2 separate regions of the Rattus norvegicus genome follow, and region 2 is linked to region 1. The links are chromatin contacts, called in public Hi-C maps. All regions are on one chromosome and are shown on one strand. Each heading gives the region's core, a stretch centred on a gene start, on an enhancer-like site or on the middle of the called end of the contact. The rest is flanking DNA. Distances are from core to core; before and after follow the strand shown. Region 1 has its middle 14 kb from the start of Klf13. Region 2 overlaps Fan1 (FANCD2 and FANCI associated nuclease 1).

The links. Hi-C and Micro-C count contacts between places; a contact is called where the count stands out from the background.
Region 2: a Hi-C map of Schwann cells shows a contact between it and region 1, with 8 times the contacts expected there. The contact joins two enhancer-like sites. A contact is called at or near these places in 2 of 12 Hi-C or Micro-C datasets (Schwann cells and frontal cortex).

What each region holds. Positions count from the first base shown.
Region 1 is chr1:126,960,425-126,963,757 of GRCr8, reverse strand. No RefSeq gene overlaps it. Among named protein-coding and RNA genes, the nearest start is that of Klf13, 14 kb to the right of the region's middle. Within about 2 kb of position 1,782, at least 55 of the 93 cell types and tissues checked have an H3K27ac peak or open chromatin away from gene starts, as enhancers often do.
Region 2 is chr1:127,342,260-127,345,406 of GRCr8, reverse strand. The region is part of intron 7 of Fan1 (FANCD2 and FANCI associated nuclease 1); the gene reads left to right. Among named protein-coding and RNA genes, the nearest start is that of Fan1, 12 kb to the left of the region's middle. Within about 2 kb of position 1,341, at least 44 of the 93 cell types and tissues checked have an H3K27ac peak or open chromatin away from gene starts, as enhancers often do.

The sequences.
Region 1 (3,333 bases), core at 533-3,032:
ACAATCATTTAGGACCATTCTTATTTCAAGTTCCTTTCCCTTCCACGTCCAGAGGTACCCAGTGTCACCATTTGTGACCCTTGTGGGGAAACCTTCCTTCCTATTTCAGGCTTTCATTTTCTTGGGCATGTTTCAGCTTCACTGTCTGCTTGCTTCTTCTCCTACTCCTGTCCATGTGCATTCTTGTCTTATAGTTGAGATTTGTATCTTATAGCCAAGGTTGCTTTAGAGGCTCCAAAAGGAACAACTACCACCTTCACTCCAAACCTCACCCATCATTAGTCCCCTTATGGCTCACTTGCTCCCACTTTGGTCCAGCCAGGTCTGTTTTGTGCTGGTTTTCCTCTTCTTTCCAGCTAAAGGGAAACATCCTTACTCTTACCTATACTATTGTTGTCAAGATTCTCTTAGCACAGAAACATGGACCCAGAGCTATGAGATATTAACTGCAGAACAGAACTGAACCCCTAGGGTATTTCCATCTGGGGTTGGGACAAGAAAGGTTAACTTTGAGAGCTCAATCATTACATACTTGGTAAGTGAAATGGTGAGAAATCATTCAAGGTAATGCTGCTTGTATATAACATCTAAATGGGGAAAACCCTTTGGGAGACCATCAGGAAGAAAGATTGGATGGGGCATGTCAGAAGGGTCCATTGACTCAGGCTACCCTAGAAGCCTATAAGGAGGTCCAGTGAATATGCATGTCCCAAAAAGGTCCACTTTGTCCTAGTGTAGGCAGAGCCCAGGAGGGCACCACCAAAAAGACTGTCGAATCCCCCCTGGCCGCAGAGGGACATGAAGGAATACATGGCCAGAAAGGCAGTGTAGGGGCCAGCTCTTTCCCAATGAAATGACTGTCTGTGGCATGTGGTGGGAATGGAGGAGCCTTCTGAGTCATCCCTCGGTCAGGACACAGTCTCTTAAATGTCATCAACACAATCTGCCTGGAACAAAGATGACTATTTTCTGCCAAGTTGAGACCCTCCTACAAAGCCTTGATCCAGCTTCTCCACAAGACATCAGTGAGGAAATTCAGGGTGTGTGCTCACACTTAGGGGTGTTCAAACATTAACAAGTTTCCCAACTGAAAATACCAAATCGATGTTTCTCCGATTATCAGGAACCAAAGTCTTTTCTATTTTAGGCTCCCATTTAATTTGAAGAACTTAAAAATCAGAGCCATAGTTCTTAATTTTCTCCAGTAAGATGACCGACCCTTTAACCCACTGGGGTCAACCAACCGGCAGTCGCTTTCCCTGACTTGCCAGTGGCTGACTTATTTCCAGGCATCATCCACAACGAAAAGCAGAGGCTGCTGATCCTATCCTCACAGGTCAGAGGCAGTTGCGGCCAGTCCTGAGTGTATTAAGATTGGTTCAAAGGCAGTAGGAAGCTATGGTCTCTCTTACGGTGGCCTAGTGTTCAGAGAGAAAGAACATGAATGTGTGTCTAGACTTTAGAGCAAGGTGGCCTAGTTGGAAGGCCCCGGCAGGGCGCAGCGGAGCATTTCCTTCAGAGGCCCAGACAGTGGATGGGTGGGGCGCCCTGGGCGGGGTCCTCGCAGCTGGTGGTGTTTGAAGCCTCCACGACCGCGGTGGGAGAGGGGCGGCCTGGAGAAGTTGGCAGCAGGCCTGGGGCAGGAAGGGGGAGGAAGGGGCCCTGCGTTCCCTGAACAGCCGCGACCGCAGCCCCAGCACGTAGCTCACTCTCTCAGCACTGGCAGTGGTGGGTCCTGCATCAGCCAGGTTAACATAGGCTCAAGGGCAGTGCGGCCGCGCGGGGGCGGGGCGGCCCCAGTAGTGACATGGCTCCGGCCAAGGTTGCATCGAGGACCTGAGCTCAGTAGGAGCAGGGTGAGGAGGTGGCTGGAGACTGCAATGCAAGCCCGGCCACCCGAGAACTCCGCTGCGGTGGGGTGAGGTTCGGAAATGTGCCGCCCAAAGGCGAGGTCAGCCGCCTAGGTCCGGCCGGGACAGATACGCCACCTTGCCCGCACTCCCAGCCGGCCGAGCGACCACAGGGTGCCCTCCCCAGCGTTGCCATCCTCGTGCCACCCACTGCTGCCTGCTCACAAAAGCTCTGGCATGGAAAGGCCCGGCGAGGTTCCCGCTGCGGGAGGCACGCGCCCTAGCCCTGCGCCGCTACACAGCGGCCCGCCACCCTCGGACGTCATGCGTCTGCGCGCCCCGCGCCCGGCTCCGATTTCCGCCCCTCCTCTTGCAGGCCCAGGGGACACGCCCACTGGCGCGCGCAGGTCCCGCGGCCAGTAGGGCCCTCTAGAGGTCCGGATTGGCCGGATAAAGTACTCTAGAGCCAATGGAGTTCGCGTCTGCCACTGGCCACGCCCCTTAAGACGCGGGCGCGCGACCGCACCGGAGGGACGGTGCGCGCTCCAGGCTCCCCGCCCCCTTCGTGCGCGCTGCTCCCTGCGGCCGCTGCCGCCTGTAACCTGCGCCGCCAGGATGTGGCTGGGGGCTGACGTCGGGTCCAGATGTGGCCCCGGCCCCGCCCACCCCCGGGGCCGGTCCGCCCACACCGAGCCGCGGCGCGCACGGAGGCTGTCCCGCCTGCCACAATGCACGGTGGAACTGCGACCGCAACTTGCAGGGGTCGTGCCTAACGTCGCCGCCGCTCGACGTCCCTAGGACAGGCCGGTTCTGACGCCGCACGCGGACCCACCTCACTGGAGCCCCCCATGCGCTCACCCTCCAGTGCCCGGCCAGGAGGACGCGGAGCCGCGCGGGTGACGGCAGAAGCGGCTACGCGCCCAGCCTAGCCCAGCCCAGCCGGAGAAGAGGGCGCGCCGCGCCCCCGCCCCCCGCCGCTCTCCGGAGGCCGTGGGTGCGGATGCGCCGCTGACGACTCCTGCGAGAGCACCGCGCGCCCGAGCCCGCAGCATGGCAGCCGCCGCCTATGTGGACCACTTTGCCGCCGAGTGCCTCGTGTCCATGTCCAGCCGCGCAGTCGTGCACGAGCCGCGGGAAGGACCTGAACCCCGGCCCGAGGGCGCGGCCGCCGCCGCCCCCACACTGCCCCGCGTTGACGAGCGCCGCGACGGCAAGGACAGCGCCTCTCTTTTCGTGGTAGCTCGGATCCTAGCGGACCTCAACCAGCAGGCGCCGGCCCCCGCCCCCGCGGAACGCAGAGAAGGGGCTGCTGCGCGCAAGGCGAGGACCCCCTGCCGCCTGCCGCCCGCGCCCCCTGCGCCGCCGCCCGGCCCAGAGCCCGCTTCCCCTGGACAAGCAGGCGCGCCGGCCGCGCCCCCCAGCCCCGCGTGGAGCGAGCCCGAGGCGGCATTGGAGCCAGAGCCGGGCCCCGCGGGGAGCGGCG
Region 2 (3,147 bases), core at 92-2,591, 380 kb before region 1:
CCTGCACCATGTCTGCCATCTCTTTTTCTTTAATTAGTATGTAATTGCACCACTTCCCCTTTCCTTCTCCTTTCCTGTTAATTTCTGTGTTAATGCTATCATCAAAGAAGTAATTTATGGCTCTGAGAAAATAGTAAAAAGTATGACTTTTATTAATAGTGATGTTTTCTGTATAATACATGGAAAAGTTACTCCAGATAAAACAAAAGCCTTTAAATATTTAGTTTTTATAAAACGTTAGAAACCACTAATATAACAAATGTGGGAGCTGGGGATTTAGCTCAGTGGTAGAGCGCTTACCTAGGAAGTGCAAGGCCCTGGGTTCGGTCCCCAGCTCCGAAAAAAGAACCAAAAAAAAAAAAAAAAAAAAAAAAACAACAAATGTGATAGTCAAATAAAAAACTTAGTAAATGAAAAGAAACTTCTTCTAAATATAATTAGAAGATAGTTTTCCTTTGGTTAACATTCTTTGATTTCTTCCAGCCCCATCCCCCACACCAAGATAGCAGGGCTGGTTCTAACCGGCATTAAATAATCTCTGCTCTGCCTGGAAGAGAAAGGGGTTGATAGTGGGCTCCAGGAAGTGGAATCAAGGAGAGAGAGGGTCCGGTGTCTGTCAGCTGTCTGCAGGTTCATATTCACATACTCCTTCTGTCTCTGTCTCTCGGTCTCTGTCTCTCCCTGTCTGCCCCTCCCCATCTCTGCCCCTACGCTCTGTCCTGTAGACGCTCTGTCCTGTAGACGCTCTGTCCTGGAGACTGGCTTTACGTACTTGTTGCTTAGAGCTTCTAGTTAGAAAGGCTGACAGGAATCGTCTCTCTTATCTTAGTGCAGGTGCCTGAAGAGTATCTCTCTGCTTCTGCAGGGCATTTCCCCACCTCTGAACAGGCCACCTTCTCTGGCAGGCCCCAGGGACCTTGGGGACTTGAAATAGATTTTGTCACTTCTGTGGCTGGGCAGGGTGGGGCCTTTGAGGCCGCTGCCTCTGAGCCAGGCTGGTGAACAGTGTCTCTTTGTGTGGGTTCCCTCCCCACCTGTCTCCACTCCAGCCTGTGTTTGAACTGAATGGAAGGGACTGTGTCTCACAGAGAGTTTTTTTTTCCCAGTGGTACATTTAGTGAATCAGGGGGATTAAGGGCTGGAAAAAATCACCCATGGCATGTGGAAGTATGATGTAGTATTATTTTTTTACTGCTTTCTACTAAAATGGTGCCTTGTTACCTCAAGTGCCCACAAAAAGCCAGCGGAAGCTGTTTTCTGTCCCGGAGGTGGGCATGGTGCCTCTTCCTCCTGCTGCATGCTGAGGCTTAAATAGCAAGATGGGGTGCTTGCTGGCCCAGACCCAACCTGGCAAGGAGAGCACATGTGTCTGTGCGACCTCTTGTCTTTCACTGGCCAAAGACGTTACTCAGTCCCCTTTGTTCAAGTTCTGCGGACACTGCTGTTGTCACGGGGCCAGGCAGGCCGGTGAGCTCACTTTTCAGCGATGCTAAGAAAGTTCTAGTTCCTTTAGCCTTTTCCCAATACTCAGTGCCATTCACACAGTCCTTGTCCTGTCCCCGCATCCTCCATCTTCTGTGACTTACGTCTGTTTACAGGACACATGCTGCAGGGAGAGATACACCCCTGGGACCTGGGGCCACATGGCCACCCTTCTCCAGGGACAGTGGGCTCTGCAAGGTCCTGCTCCCCCTTCTTGACTCCTTTAGACTCCTCAGTTCCTCAAGGCTTGAGCTTCCATTCATTCCTTGGGTTTTGGTTTTGGTTCGTTTTTAAATTTTTCTTTAAATTTTTAAATTATATTTAGTATATGCTTGCATATGCATGTGCACATATATGGGTGAGAGATGAACTTGTGGGGAGTCATTTCTCTCCTCCCATCTTTTAGATCCTGGGATTAACTTCAAGTTTTCAGGGTTGGCTGCAGCGGACTTACCTACTGAGCCATCCTGCCAGTTTTTCATGTTTGTTTTAGTTTTTACTTTTCTGTTAGGATAGAAGATGTGCAAAGTTTGCCCTTTCAGCCACTTTAGATACAATTCTGTGGTATGCATTATGTACATTGTTGTACCCCATTTAATTATTTGTGCAACGAGAAGTCTGTGGTCATTGCCCATTCGTACCCTTCTCTTTTGGGAGCCACAGGCTTCCCGCTTGCCTCACTGTTTCTGGAGTAGAGTTGTACTTAGTCTCTCTGTCTCTTTTACTCTGTGTGTGTGTGTGTGTGTGTGTGTGTGTGTGTGTGTGTGTGTGTGTGTTATATCTGTGTGTATGCATTATCTGTGTTGTTATGTGTGTAGTCGTATCTCTGTGTATTTATTTGTATGTGTGTATCTGTGTATGTATATCTGTGCATATGTATGTGAAAATCTGTGTGTATCTCTGTGTGTGTCTGTGTATGAATTTGGCCAAATCTCTTGCAGTACCATTGGCCCCTGATTTGGAGATGGAGATGATGATGATGTAGGAGAGTGTGGGGATGATCATGCTGAAGGGGATAAGGATGATGGTGAAGGGGGGAGAGAGGAGGAGCAAGGAAATGCCGAACACTGATGGAGTCTAAGCCTTAATGTTTTTCTTGTTAATTTTCTCCAGTCAGGAGGAGTAAAAGTTCTCCCCTATTCTGCTCAGTTGCCTTGTTTTAAGGTCTCTCAATACCATGGCTCTCCACCTACACAGGGAAACACAACTTAAGCAAAATACCATGGGAACAGAATCCCCACTTGTCTAATCTGAATTCATCTGTGTCCTTTCTTGCCTCATCACAAACTATGTGGGGCCCACAGCATTGCTGTGCCTCTGGGAAAACCTGCTCCCTTGCCTGACCAGAGGCTAGCGGTGCTTGGCCCCTTGGCAGCGCGACATAGAAGTGTCAGCTTTCCCGCCTTCTGTGCTCAGAGACTACACCGTGTCTGTGTGAATGTGAACAGTGCTTACCAACATACATCTATTTCCTCACACTTCATAAGAAGGGAAAAGTTAAGTGTCTGAAGGTCAGCAACGGGGGGTTTGGGGTGTCGGCTGTGTTAGGAGTGTTTTGACGACAGTTTCTCTTCAGCTTGTATAACTGTGGTGTTTAATAGACAGTGCACTTCAAGACGACACTCAAACTCCTCTTGTAGATTTATTTCATATGTGTGAGTGCTT